3 separate regions of the Sus scrofa genome follow, and all the other regions are linked to region 1. The links are chromatin contacts, called in public HiChIP or PLAC-seq and promoter capture Hi-C maps. All regions are on one chromosome and are shown on one strand. The core of a region is the stretch at or near the end of the contact, and the rest is flanking DNA. Distances in the headings are between cores, read along the strand shown.

The links. Promoter capture Hi-C pulls out the DNA fragments that hold promoters and counts their contacts. HiChIP or PLAC-seq counts read pairs in DNA pulled down with a chosen protein or histone mark.
Region 2: a contact with region 1 is called in a promoter capture Hi-C map of fetal skeletal muscle, with 3 times the contacts expected there. The contact joins the promoter of CCDC62 here to the promoter of SBNO1 in region 1. A contact is called at or near these places in 1 of 5 promoter capture datasets (fetal skeletal muscle), 2 of 47 Hi-C or Micro-C datasets (heart right ventricle and liver) and 1 of 2 datasets of contacts at active chromatin or transcription factors (alveolar macrophages).
Region 3: an H3K27ac HiChIP or PLAC-seq map of alveolar macrophages shows a contact between it and region 1. The contact joins the promoter of ATP6V0A2 here to the promoter of SBNO1 in region 1. A contact is called at or near these places in 1 of 5 promoter capture datasets (liver) and 2 of 2 datasets of contacts at active chromatin or transcription factors (alveolar macrophages and skeletal muscle).

What each region holds. Positions count from the first base shown.
Region 1 is chr14:29,556,588-29,561,156 of Sscrofa11.1, forward strand. SBNO1 (protein strawberry notch homolog 1) reads left to right here and starts at 2,516. Exons shown (of 31, transcript XM_021073996.1): 1 at 2,516-3,049.
Region 2 is chr14:30,064,584-30,069,152 of Sscrofa11.1, forward strand. CCDC62 (coiled-coil domain-containing protein 62) reads right to left here and starts at 2,055. Exons shown (of 13, transcript XM_021074080.1): 1 at 1,475-2,055; 2 at 833-987.
Region 3 is chr14:29,295,030-29,299,598 of Sscrofa11.1, forward strand. It overlaps ATP6V0A2 (V-type proton ATPase 116 kDa subunit a), which reads right to left and starts at 2,666. Exons shown (of 19, transcript XM_021072229.1): 1 at 2,324-2,666. The coding sequence starts at 2,440.

The sequences.
Region 1 (4,569 bases), core at 1,266-3,765:
TTAATCTCAAGGGCAGGAACCACTCCCACCTTCCCCTCAAATTGTTTTTCTTAAACTTGTGTCCCTAACCTCTAACATGGTATCTGGCTCAATAAATATTTGTTGAATGAAGTGACAAGTATAGTGTAAATAGCCATGGGGTGGGGGAGGAGAGTCAATACCATGTCTGAATAGAGATTTTTCTGAATCATCTGTTTTCAGCAGTACCTCTGGTTTGGATGCACCAAACTAGTCTTCCTCCTGGCCTCTGACCCTCATATCTCAGTTCCTATCCCTTGAATAACTGCTACTTGTGTTTTTATTCTGAGATGCTGCAAGTGTATATGTGAGCAAAATATATCATTATATATTCTTGTTGATAGAAGTGCTCCATTCTTTTATCTTTTTTTTTTTTTTTTGACTGCACCCACAGCTTAAGTTCCCAGGCCAGGCCCTGTGCCACTGCAGTAACCAGAGCCCCAGACGTGACAATACTGGAACCTTAACCCGCTGAGCCACAAGGAACCCCCAAATTTATATATATATATATATATTTATATATATATACACAAAAATTTATATTTATTTGAAAGTGCTCCATTCTTTTGAACAACTTTTTCGCTATAGGAGAGTGCCAGCTTAGTGAATTAACCTTTTCTTCAGAAAACCTTAAGGTCGTTCCCCATCTTTTGCTTCTACAAATGGTGCGGCAATGAATAACATTATGCATAATGTTTGGGTGCATGTGTATAGTTGTATTATAAATATCCCCTGAAACATCATCTTTTACTTTGGTTCAAGGTAAAGAGATTATGCAGAGATAGCTGCAAGGATCTGGCTCAGATGCTCAGGAAGTACCTCAAAGGGTGGAGTTCCTAGGTTAGACCTTGGGTTTCACAATCTAGGATTCATCTAGTCCTAGTGTACAACTTGTTTGGGGGCCTCTATTTTTTTCTTTCTTTTTTGGCTGCCCCGCAGCCTATGGAGTGCCTGGGCCAGGGATCAAATCTGAGCCACAGTTGCCACCTAAGCCAAATCTGCAGTAATGATGGATCCTTAACCCACTGTGCCAGGCCGGGGATCAAACCTGTGTCCCAGCACTTCCAAGACGCTGCTGATCCCTTTGCGCCACGGCAGGAACTCCTGGGGGCCACTTTGAAACTGAATTGTTTCAACCAAGCTCCAAAGACACTGAAGCATTAACTACAACATCTTAGATTTCTTTGCTGCATTCTTTCGTATTTCTTTCTTTTCATAACGTGACAGATTTGTAATTGCTTGTTTGCCATCATCTACACTAGACATAAACCAGGCTAGTGGAATGTAGGGAACAAGACAGATGAAGGCCTTGTTCTTATGGAACTATTATTATTATAAGGGGTCAATCTGAGCTGTAGCTGCTGGCCTACACCACAGCCACAGCAATGTGGGATTCGAGCTCCCTCTGCGACCTATACCACAGTTCATGGCAACACCAGATCCCCAACCCACTGAGCGAGGCCAGGGTTGGAACCCGCATCCTCATGGATGCTAGTCAGATTCATTTCTGCTCAGCCACCACAGGAACTACCCCCCCCCAACCTTCATAGGTTTTTAATGTGCGTGTGAGGATTAAACAAAGTAACAGTAGCAAAGTGATTTGTTGGCATTTTAAAATGTTTATTTACATGCATACATATATAATGCATATTTATGTATAAAAACACTAAGTTGAAAGATTCATAATTATTCTCTCCATGACTACTTTTTTTCCTTTCCTCTAGCCCCTTACTGTCTCTTGAAGAGCTCACACCTTAACAACTAAGTGTTTGAATGACTAGGTCTGCTTTGAGCTCAAGGCGACAGCAAAGCGACCGCCAGTAGGGGGCAAGAATCACCTAGGCGTGCCTATTACCTAAGCAACGGGTTCAAACAGCATTCTCAGAATGACTTTACAAAAGGGTTACCAAGAAGTTAATTTGTTTATTCTGTTAGATCACTTAAAAGTAGTAGCAATAATAATCATCATAATGGATAATACAAAAATAAGGAAGTGAGAGGCGGTAGCGACAGATATGCAGCAATCATTAATTCAGAGCAATAGTTTGTTCAGGTTACCAGGTGTGTGTGTGTGTGCGTGCGCGAGAAAAAAGGAAACCGAGCTGACTGCGCTCTCACTCATTAGGATATGATTGTAGCAGTCGGAGCAGTAGAGGGGCTCCGAGTTCCTTGCGGTCTCACATTGAATAAAGTGCTTTAGGAGAGCCTAACAAGAAATCATTACGAGAATTTCTTGCTAGAATTAACTAAGGTAACGAGTTTTTCAAAGTGACAAAGACGCCACTAGGTAACTTCCTGAGCCATAGCCACGCACCAAAAAGGTTTCGAAAACAGCTTCGAGCCCCTCCTTGCCCGACGTTGAAAGCAGGTGTGGGACGCATGCGCACGGCCCACCGGCTGACCTGCTCGGGGCAACCCAGAACAGACCTTCCTCCCGACATGCCGCGAGGGAGAAAAGGAGGGGAAAACGAACTCTCGCGATTCTTTCAAACGCCGGCGGAAGCAGTAGACACGTGACTCTCCTAGGCGGCCTTCGTCTTCCCCCCCTCCCCCTTCTCGGAAACCCGGCCCCCTCACCCCTCGCCCACCCCGGAGCCGCGATAATGGACCGTTTGGGTTCCAGAATTCCTTTGGATTCAACCACTGGTACAGGGTCGGCGGGAGCCGGTGGAGTCCGTGCTTGGCGGAAAAGGCGGGGGGCGGCCAAGATGGGGGGGGAAATCATCTTCCTTCACCTAGGAGAGAGGCGGGGCGGAGAGAGGGGCTGGGGTTTGCGGTGGGGGGGGAGGGAGGAAGTCACGTGGGTCCTGCGGCGCGCGCTGCGTGCGCGCGGCGCCTCATCCGTCGCCCCACCCCCTCCCGGTGGGGCGGGGGGGGTTGGGGGAGGGGCGTCAAGATGGCGGCGGGGAGGTAGGCAGAGCCGGACGCTGCTGCTGCCGCCGCCACCGCCGCCTCCGCTCCAGTCGCCTCTGGTCCTTCAAGCTGTCGCCGCCCGGGAGAAGGTGTTCCAGCGTCAGATCCTGTGGGGAAAGTAAGTCCTCCCTGTAGCCCTTTTATGTCTCCACACTCCTCCTCCCGGACAGCCTCCCACTCCCACCCTCCTCAGGGGGCCGTGTGGGGCCAGGCTGGGGGGGGCCGCCACCTCACCCCGGCTTCGGGCCTCCCGCGCCCCTCGCTGCCCTCTCAGCTGCGTGCCCCGGGGTCCTCGGAGGCACGGTCCCGGCCGCGGCCCCGACGCGCTGGCTTCCTCCGTCGGTCAGCGCCGGGCCCTGCGGTCGCCGCGCGTGGGGCTGTCGGGCTCCTGGGGCCCCGCTGTCCCAGACCGAAGGCACCCCGTTTGGGCGAGGAGGCAGCGTTTGCGGACGCCAGCTCTGGCTCTGCCGGGATCGCCCCCCGTGCTCCCCCGTCTCGACCAGGGGATGCGAGGTCCCGGACTCGTAGGAAAGTGAGCTCCACAACCCTTCAAAAGTCTTCCGCTGGAGGATTGCTTTGGTTCGGGGCGAGTGCGGAAGGCGACAGGGTTGCCCAAGATGTGGACCCCCACACCTACGGTTTGCTTGTTACCTTGCTCTCAGGGCAGTAGGGACGGTACGTGGGACACGTGGGGCCACCTTCACGCTTCACCCAGTGATTAGGTTAATTTTGCCTGGAGCTTGTTCGCTCGCCTCTTGGACCCTAAGTAAGAATCTATAGGGAGGGAAAGGCGGTCCGGGATTTGCTTACTTTGAGAGCGTTTGGCGTAACGAGCATCTAAAGTTCCCCAAACCAGTATACGCTGGTGGTTTCCCAGAAGTGGTTTGGGGTCGGTTTAACCGCGGAGGAGATTTGGATGTTCCTGAACCCTTGTGATTGTTTCTTTCCTGACCCTGGCATCCAGCTCCTCCCCTTTCCACCCCGGCTTTGTGCTTCTGTTTGGTTAATGTTTGCGGACCACTAACTTGATCCTCGCACAGAGGAACTCTTTTTATGTGCATGCTCCGTTTACTGTGGGAGGCTTTTGTTTTGGGGAGTCGCTGGTGGAGAAACGTGGGAAAAGAAAGGGCGAGAAAATGAGAGTCAAATAAAGCAACGTTTTTATCCATTGAATTGCGCAGCCAATTGTAACCTCACCCGGAAGTTTGTACTGAACACGTGTTGGTGAGAGGTTAAAACTGGGTCCCCCTTTGACCTTTGAAAGTTGATTATTAGCAGTTTATGTTGATTTAAATGTTTCATATTCTTCAGGCAGCCAGAATTAGAGACAGAATAGGGTATCTAAAGAGTCTGCCAGGAGGGTCCAGAAAGCTGTCAAACCCGAGTTAGTCTAGTGCGATTCCTCTTAGCAGTTGCAGACACTTAAGTCAGCTAACAATGCAGAGGGATTTCATTTTTTCCCAGTTATTTGCGGCAGTCAAAACAGATTTTCATGAGCAGTGGGGAAAGCCTTAATCACTGCACAAAAGATAGTTTGTATAGAACTTCTAAGATAAAATGCAGAATTTGCTATTGGTGTTTTGCGACATCGATTTTGCAAACAATGGAACTTTTTTATGTTTAAAGAAGTTGTTTCCA
Region 2 (4,569 bases), core at 805-3,304, 510 kb after region 1:
ATGAGGTTGTGACTTCGATTCCTGGCCTTGCTCAGTGGGTTAAGGATCTGGTGTTGCGGTGAGCTGTGGTGTAGGTTGCAGACTCGGCTCAGATCTGATGCGGCTGTGGCTGTGGTGTAGGCTGGCAGTTGTAACTCTGATTAGCCTGGGAACCTCCATATGCCGAGGGTGCGGGCTTAAAAACCAAAAAATAATAATAATAATTTTGTTTCATCATAAGCAATCCAACAAACATTAATTATTATTGTTATATTATTATTAAGATTGTAAGTCACATTTCAAAGTACAATACTGTCTGCATCTATGAAATAAATAGCTGAAAAACAAAAACGAAACAATCACTATGCTCTACTCTGAAACTAACACAATATTGTAAATCAACTGTACTTCAATTAAAAAAAAAAACTGAAAGTGTTACTTTAAGAATTCTATCTTGGAGTTCCCGTCATAGCTCAGTGGTTAACGAATCCGACTAGGAACCATGAGGTTGCAAGTTCGAATCCTGGCCTTGTTCAGCGGGTTAAGGATCTGGTGTTGCCGTGAGTTGTGGTGTAGGTCGCAGGCCGCGGCTCGGATCCCAGCTCGGATCCCACGTTGCTGTGGCTGTGGCCTAGGCCGGAGGCTACAACTCTGATTAGACCCCTAGCCTGGGAACCTCCATATGCCGCTGGAGCGGCCCTAGAAAAAGGCAAAAAGACCAAAAAAATAAAAAAATCTACCTTACAAACAGTAATTTAAAGTTCACCAGGAGCCCATGTACATCACTACTGCTTTCTGGAAAAATAAAGAATTGCAAATAAATAAAAATGACGAGTGAATTTCAGTTACTTACTAAACAGAGAAAATGGAATTTGGAGTCAAGGGATTCCAAGTCCACAAACTTGAATTCCAGTCTTTGGTAAGTCATTCACTCACTTATTCATTCCTTCAACATTTAGCGCCATTTTGGGGATACAGCACTGAGCTCACCGGCAAGGAGCACGTATTCTAGTCGAGCAACACAAGCAACAGGCCAAGTGTACACATCCCGTTCAACTCAACCAATACCGGTAAATGCAAATGTCAGACAAGTTTATTTTCAAGACTTTTTAGTAAAATGGATTATAAGAGTGCCGCTCCACTAGCAGGCTGCTGTTAAGCAACGTTAAGGACAGGAAGCGAGAAGGCGTATATAAAGGCAGATCTACAAATGCCCACTGTTACCCTTAAAAAGTGAGCAGCACCTAATGCTCGCCACTCGACTTTGCGCCTGGGCTGAAAAACAAGATTTTATTAAAGGAAACGGATGTGACGCTCCCTCTTCCCTCTACATCCCGAGTATTGTTTTAAGCAGAAACGGTTCCCGAAAAACCAGCCACGTTCGGCCCAGACACACGTTGTCCCCGAGATCTGCCCTCCGCTTCCCACCGACCCGCCGGCGGAAACGGCGAGTCCGCCCGCGGCGGGAGGGAGGCGCCAAGCGGCGGCCGCTCACCTGGCGCCCGGCCAGGAAGGAGGCCGAAGGGTTCATAGGTGTTTCCTCCGCCCCCGGAGAGTCAGTGTGCGCAGCGTCACCTTAGAAACGCCATAGGCGCGCCTGCCCGGAGCGGCGGGGGCCAGCCCCGAGCGCTGGAGCCCCGCGCCCTCGCTGGCCCAAGCAAGCCCGCCTAAACCGCCAGCCCCGCGGAGCGTGCCCGGCCTCCCGGCCTATAGGGTCGCTGAGGGGCCGCCCCGGTTCTCGCGACACCCGGTGGCCGGTTGCGCGATCCCGCGGGAAGCCAGCTCCTACCCGGGCATTTTGTTCTTCCAAATCCGGACCTGGGGGCTCTTGAAAGGCATATCTGACGATGTAAAAGCCATTACCCACCGCCTGCAAAGAACCATCACCCAGGGAATGATAAAGCAACGAATGGCTGTTTCTGCTCCATGATCTCCTGCCAAACTGTGAACACGGTCGTTAGCTGCTGTGTACCCCTGGCATTCAGGCAACAAAGAGACTGGAGGCAGAAGCCAGCCCTGGCAGTTCATAGTCAGCTGCTGACCATCCTAGCAGACAGGCCTAAGCTAAGAATCAGGTGAAAAAAGAAAACAATTTTTTTGGACTCTTGATATAGCTCTTGAATTGCAATGAGAAACTTGACACTTTGTTGTGACAACATTTACTGTTCTGGGTTGAAACTAAGCTTTTTTTTTCTTCTTGGCCCTGCGTGAGGGATGTGGAAGTTCTGGACCAGGGGTTGAACCTGTGCTGCAGCAGCGACCCAAGCTGGCACAGTGACAACGATCCTTAACGCACTGCGCCAGAGGAGAACTCTGATACTAAGCTTTTTTCACCCTTTCTTCTACATTTTATTCTTCATGTTATAATAGGAATTGAACTATACAAAAATAATTGGAGGCGTTTCCACTGTGGCTCTGCAGAAATGAATCTGACTAGCACCCATAAGGACGCAGCTTCAATCCCTGGCCTTGCTCAATGGGTTAAGGATCCAGTGTTGCCATGAGCTGTGGTGTAGGCCAGCAGCTACAGCTCTGATTTGACCCCTAGTGTGGGAACCTCCATATGCCCCAGGAGCAGCGGCCCTAAAAAACCCCAAAAACAGGAGTTCCTGTCGTGGCTCAGTGGTTAACGAATCCGACTAGGAACCATGAAGTTGTGGGTTCGATCCCTGACCTCACTCAGTGGATTAAGGATCCAGCATTGTCATGAGCTGTAGTATAGGTTGCAGACATGGCTCAGATCCTACGTTGCTGTGGCTCTGGCTTAGGCCAGCGGCTACAGCTCCAATTCAACCCCTCGCCTGGGACCCTCCATTTGCCTCAGGAGTGGCCCAAGAAATAGCAAAAAGACAAAAAGACACACACACACACAAAAAAAAAAAATTGGAGTTCCCTGGTGGTGAGGGTTAGATCCCAGCCTGGGAACCACCGCATGCCAGAGAGCACAGCCGAAAAATGAAAAAAGCTTATATTTAACCTCTGATTGTCCACCCACTGCTGCTTAACTTGTAAGATGGCATTCCTGTCAAGACAGATCACCAAACACAGTCTTAATAGTATTTCACCTTTACTTTCTGGTTGACTGTAAATTAGCAAGACACGCCCTTTTGTTTATAAAAGACGATCCGAAAATGAAAAAATAAAATTTGAATTTCTTACTGTGAAGCTTTACTGATTTGGATGACACTTGCATCCTTAGGACAAGGTCATGTTGAGAATGGACAAGACAGTGCCTTCGAACTTAATCGAGAAAGCAAATGCTCTGAGTTCCTGTCGTGGCTCAGCAATAATGAAACCAACTAATATCCATGAGGATGCAGGTTCAGTCCCTGGCCCTGCTTAGTGCGTTAAGGATCTGGCATTGTTGTGAGCTGTGGTGTACGTCCCAGATGCAGCTCAGATCCTGTGTTGCTGTGGCTATGGCGTAGACTGGCAGCTGCAACTCCGATTCAACCCCTAGCCTGAGAACTTCCTTATGCTGCACAGTGGCCTAAAAAGGCAAAAGAAAAAAGAAAGAAAGCAAATGCTGACTAGTTGTTAAAAATGGCCTATCAGTAGCTGATTATGCAGTAACTCTTGGTAGTGGAATGAGAAAAAAAAAAAAAGGAATGTGGTTGAATGTCAGTTTTCCAATTGAGGAGCATTTTAATATTTCACATACTTCTAAAATTTCACCTTTGTAAAATTTGGTATTTTTAGGAAGCTCTAAAATGCCATCGTTCACAAGACAACCACATGCTTAACACTCAACTGTAAGAGTTGAGGTACAGGAAGCAGTAAGAAATGAGGCTGACATTTTAAGATTATGGCTGGTAAATATTAACTGAATATGGTAAGGGATTATTATGACTAGTTGCAAATCAAAAATTTCACTATTTTGGATTCCTGTTGTGGGTGAGCAGGTTAAGGTTCGAGTGCTGTCACTGCTGTGGCTCAGGTTACTGCCAGTTTTGATTCTTGACCCAGGAATTCCCCACATGCCAAGCATGCTGACAAAAAGGAAAACAAAACAAAAAACATAAAGTTAACTTATCAACTTTTAAGAGTGAGAAAGCTACCATGGATTATACCTTAAGAGACAGCTGATTTACTGGGGCTTCTATGTAATAAATAAAAAAGAAGTGTTTTTTTTTTTTTTTCCGTCTATTTAGGGCTGTACACGAAGTATGTAAGTTCCCAGGCTAGGGGTCAAATCAGAGCTACAGCTGCCAGCCTACACCACAGCCACAGCAACTCAGGATCTGAGCCTCGTCTTCGACCTACACCACAGCTCACGGCAACGCTGGATCCTTAACCCACTGAGCAAGGCCAGGGACCGAACCCGCAACCTCATGGTTCCTAGTCGGATTCGTTAACCACTGCGCCACAACAGGAACTCCATCCAGCATCTATTTTTTAAAAATAAATAAAAGACCACCCATCAAAACTGTATTTGGGAGTTCTCGTTGTGACGCAGCAGAAACAAATCTGACTAGGAACCATGAGGTTGCAGGTTCAATCCCTGGCCTTGCTCAGTGAGTTAAGGATCTGGCGTTGCCATGAGCTGTGGTGTAGGTTGCAGATGCAGCTCGGATTGGCATTGCTGTGGCT
Region 3 (4,569 bases), core at 1,416-3,915, 260 kb before region 1:
AGGTTAATGCTTTGAAGTACATTTTAATGAAGATTCAGCTGAAGACTAACATTTAATCTAGGAAAACTGGCAGAGGATGCTGGGTGCCATTTTTAACCAGTGTCCACACAAGTTATCATCCCACGCCAGCATCTAATAACAAAAAGTGAACACAGTTCTTAGACTCTAGGCCCTTAACAAAGTGAGATGTACTTTCCCCGTCATTGGGTCCTACTGGTTAGTTGAATAATCTTTCTTTCCCAGGTCTCCTCTTTGGCTGTCACTACAGAAACCCTTGCCTCCCCTCCCTTGGAAGTTTTACTAAAAGGGAAGGGGGAAACTGTTCAGCCTGTGCCAACCAGGAAACACCAATGTCAGCAGTCCCACCTGGTGAGCACAAAGTCAGGAAGACACTTCAGAAGAGAGCAGAAAAAGAGTCAGGTGTGATGGAGCTTTCTGCACTAGCACCTGTGCTGCCTGACGGTCACTCCACACACATATCTGAGCTCTGAGACATAACACCACACAAAGAAGAGCTCATTTTAACATTTCAGTTTTTTCTTCTGGAAAAAGATGAACTGCACTTTCTTTTTCTCTCACTGATTTTCAATTTAAAAGGATCCCAAATATCCTCTACTACCTAAGCAATGGCACTCAATGAAACCTGAATCTTTGCAGTAATTAGAGCATTTGTTCAAACCTCTAAGATTTAAGCATGAATTAAGTCTCTTGGCCTGAGTACTAACAGGATGGAAGAAATTTCCCTGTTATAAAGAAGGGAGCCTGGGGAGTTCCTTGGTGGTGCAGCAAGTTAAGGATACAGCGTTGTCACTGCTGTGGCATGGGTTCAGCCCTTGGCCTGGGAACTTCCACAAGCCGTGGGCATGGTCAAAAGAAAAAAAAAAAAAGAAAGGAGGCTGCTTCTCTCATAACTGTTTCCTGAATCTTTCAGAAGGTGCTACTCACAGCTCAGCATAGCACCTGCCAGGAAAGTGGGCACCACGTGCTGAAGCCCAAATGGCTCCAGGAACCAGGAAGAGCTCACCTGTCACTCAGACATTTCTCTCTGACCTTGCAATTGCCTTGTGAGGCCAACCCAAGGATCAATGATATCAGATCTCAGGCACGGCTGTTCCATCTTGAAACCAAGGAGCCCTCAGAAAGATGAAGGGAAATTACAGGATTTGAAAGTTGGGTCCCAGGAAATAAAATGTTCACTCAAGTGACTTTCAGTTCAATTAGCCAGCGTTAGGTCCTGCTTCATAATCCCCCTTTCGCACTGTTCTTTTCCTTCCATGGCACTTATCACAGTTCATAATCAGAATGTGATTCTGTCTCCTCCTTAACTGTCAACAATAAAAACACAGGGACCTTGTCCACCCTGCTCACCCCTGAGTCCTCAGCACCAAACTCCGAATCGGACCAAGCAAGCACTCAATAAAAGCTTGTTCATTCACTCAACAAATGCTTATTAATGCCCACAAAGCCAGGGACTGTACTGAGTACTGAGGAATCAGGAATGAAAAAGCTCAGGCAAGGTCCTTAAATGGGGGGGGAGGTGTGAGAGTTTTCATGGTGGAGACAAACAATAAACAAGTAAACAGATACATAAACAAAAGTGTTTATTACTACTTGCTAGGGAGAGTTCCCATTCTGACTGCACTCCTGTTCCTTACTAGGCAGCGGTATGTACATCATCAGTGAACAAAAACACTCACCCTCAAAAATCTTACCCTCAGGAGCCTACACCAAGTTCATTCCCAATTCAGGCTCCAACTCTTCCTGTTCCCTCCACCTGGGACCTTGTTCCCCCAAATTTTCCCAGGGCGGGCTCCTTCCCATTCAGGTCTCAGCCCAAGGACACCTCCTTCAAGAGGCCTCCCTGATCACCCCCACCGGAATCACCATCTCACCACCTCGGTTTACTTTCTGTGTAGCAAACATATTCCTTTTTACGTATTCTTTTGCTCAATATTTTTCCTCTGCCACCTCTGTAAGTTCTAGAAGGGCTCTGAAAGGCCTCAACAGATTTGTTCTCCTGGTTAGCCCAGTGCCTGGCACAGAGTCGGCGCTCCGAAGCATCAGATGGTCCGACCCGAGCTGATGAAAACAACGAGGAGCGTTCCTAACTAACCCCGCCAGAGCGGCTGCGGACCAGACATCCGGCGACCCTGGGCTCCAGCCCCGCTCTGCGGAAGCTCAGGCCGGATAGTGGACCTCAGCTTCCCCGCCTGGGAAATGGGGAGGACGGGGCGTCCCTGCCCAGGCATCCCCGGAAAGAAGGCCCGAGCGAAAGGCGCGATGCGGTAGCTTCGCGGTCCCGCGTCTCCCGGGCGACACTCACGTCTCGGAACTGGACCAGGCCCTTCTCGCCCAAGGCGCTGAGGCACTCGTAGGCCGTGCCGGACTGCAGGAAGAGCTGCGCCAGGCACATGGTCTCGCTTCGGAACAGGGACCCCATGGCCAGCCGGGCTGCGCCCCCGCGGGGCCCGACGGGCAGCGGGCACTCCGGGCTGCGCGGGCCCGCACGGTCAAGCCGGTACGGTCTGGGGCTCGGGCTCCTCCTGAGGCCTGGCCGCGGCCCCGCACCATGGGGCTACGGACTGCAGCAGCTGCCCCAGAACCTGCCACCGCGGCCGCCGCTCCAGTCGCCGCCACCGCCACCCGCGAAGCCCCGCCCCCCGACTGCAGCCGGTTCCGGTTCCTCCCCCCACCCACCTCCCCCACCTTGCCGGCCGACCAATGGCGCCCGGAGTTGCTGCTCACGGCTGCGGCTGCGGGGCCAACCGGCGCAAACCCCAGTGGCACTGGGGAGGCTACCCGAACCCTGCCAGACCCAGGCGGAAAACAGCCGGTCGCTCTGCGGTTGGGCGCTTTTAAAAAGGAGTTTTACTGAGTTTAAATGCCATGAAGTTCACCCAACTAGAGCATACAATTTTGTAATTTTTAGTAAAGTTACAGCTGTGCAGCCATCGTCACAATCACTTTTAGAACATTTCCATCAACCCCAGAAGTATTCCTCTTGTTCAGCTGCAGTCAGTCCCTTTCCCATCCCCAAGCTCCCGACAAGCTCCGAGAATCTTTGTCTCCAAAGATCTGCCTATCAACGGAGTTACAATTTCAAGTGGTGTTTGCGGCTGGTTCCTGCCTTTCTGGCTTCTCTCTGGGTTCCTGGCCTTTGTGAGGACCTGAAAGCAGAGTCTGATGCGCGGCACTGTAATCCTGCGGGCTGCTCTTGCCTTTTACGATCTTGCGCACAGCAGCTGCAGTGATCTCTGACAAGACGAAAATCTAATGTGAGCCTACGTAAATTTTTCCGGCACTTCTCACTGTGTTCTAAATAAAATCCAAACTTCTTACCCACGGGTGTCTAACCTCTGCCTTCCCCAAGCTCTGTTCTCCTCCCGCCCCACCTCCGCACCTGCCTTCTTTCGCTTTCCAGGTCCGTGCACTTGAACTTACTGACCCCTCTCCTCCCTCGGCCTCGAACACCTCTTCCCCCAGACCTTCTCAAAATTAGCTCCTATTGGGAGTTCCCGACGTGACCCAGAAGAAACGAACCCGACTAGTATCCATGAGGATGTGGGTCCAATCCCTGGCCTTGCTCGGTGGGTCAGCGATTCTGCGTTACCCTGAGCTGTGGTGTAGGTTGCAGCCGCAGCTCGGATCCCCTGTGGCTGTGGCGAAGGCCGGGCAGCTGTAGCTCCAATTCGACTCCTAGCCTGGTAACTTCCATATGCAGTCTGTCTGGCTCTAAAAAGAAAAAAAAGCTCCTAGGTCAAAAGTCCCTGGCTCTGAAAGGTACTTCCTGACTCCTAGCAAAAGTAGACCTACCATCCCATCCCACCATAGCCCTGTTTTATTTTCTTCATAGCACCTATCACTGAAATTATCTCATGGGTGTTTATTGCCAGTTTTCCCCACTAAACTGTGTTGTCTGGACGGAAGAAAGTCTGCAGCCACCCCCAACAGTTCACCCTCAGGGGAATTCAGAATGGAGAAAAACAGGATACTAGCCCTAGTTAAGATGCATATCAAAGAAATAATTTTGATAAGCTCAGACTCGAATCTCCCCATACATATATAAGCGCTAAAATCATTAACTTGTGGTGTGTTTTTTGTGATTAGCAGTAATCTTTTTTATTTTTTTATTTTTTTTTTTGCCTTTTTTTCACTGCTGAATGTATGACAGATAGAAGTTCCCAGGCCAGGAAATTTAAGTAAGGGAGAGACTGCCTTCCAGGCTATATTCCTCAATAAATGCCCTGAATGAAACATAACTTTCAGCTTTTAGGTTGTGCTTTTTTCTCCAGTTGACAGCTCCACCAGACAAGGGACACAGTCTTGGTATCTGCAAGTCCCAGCGCATAGTAGCCTCTCAATAAATATTTCTTAGATGCATAAATGCATGTATAAACTTAGAAAAGTCAAAACCATATAGCATGCCCCCCAATCCTGTTCTAACTGCTAAAGTAAGTTTTTCCCCTTCATAAATATAAAGTCACCCTAACAAAAGCCCACAAAATCAGGTCAAATTACTGGTTACTGGAAAATTTTAAATTTACTTTCTGGGGTTCCCATCATGGAGTA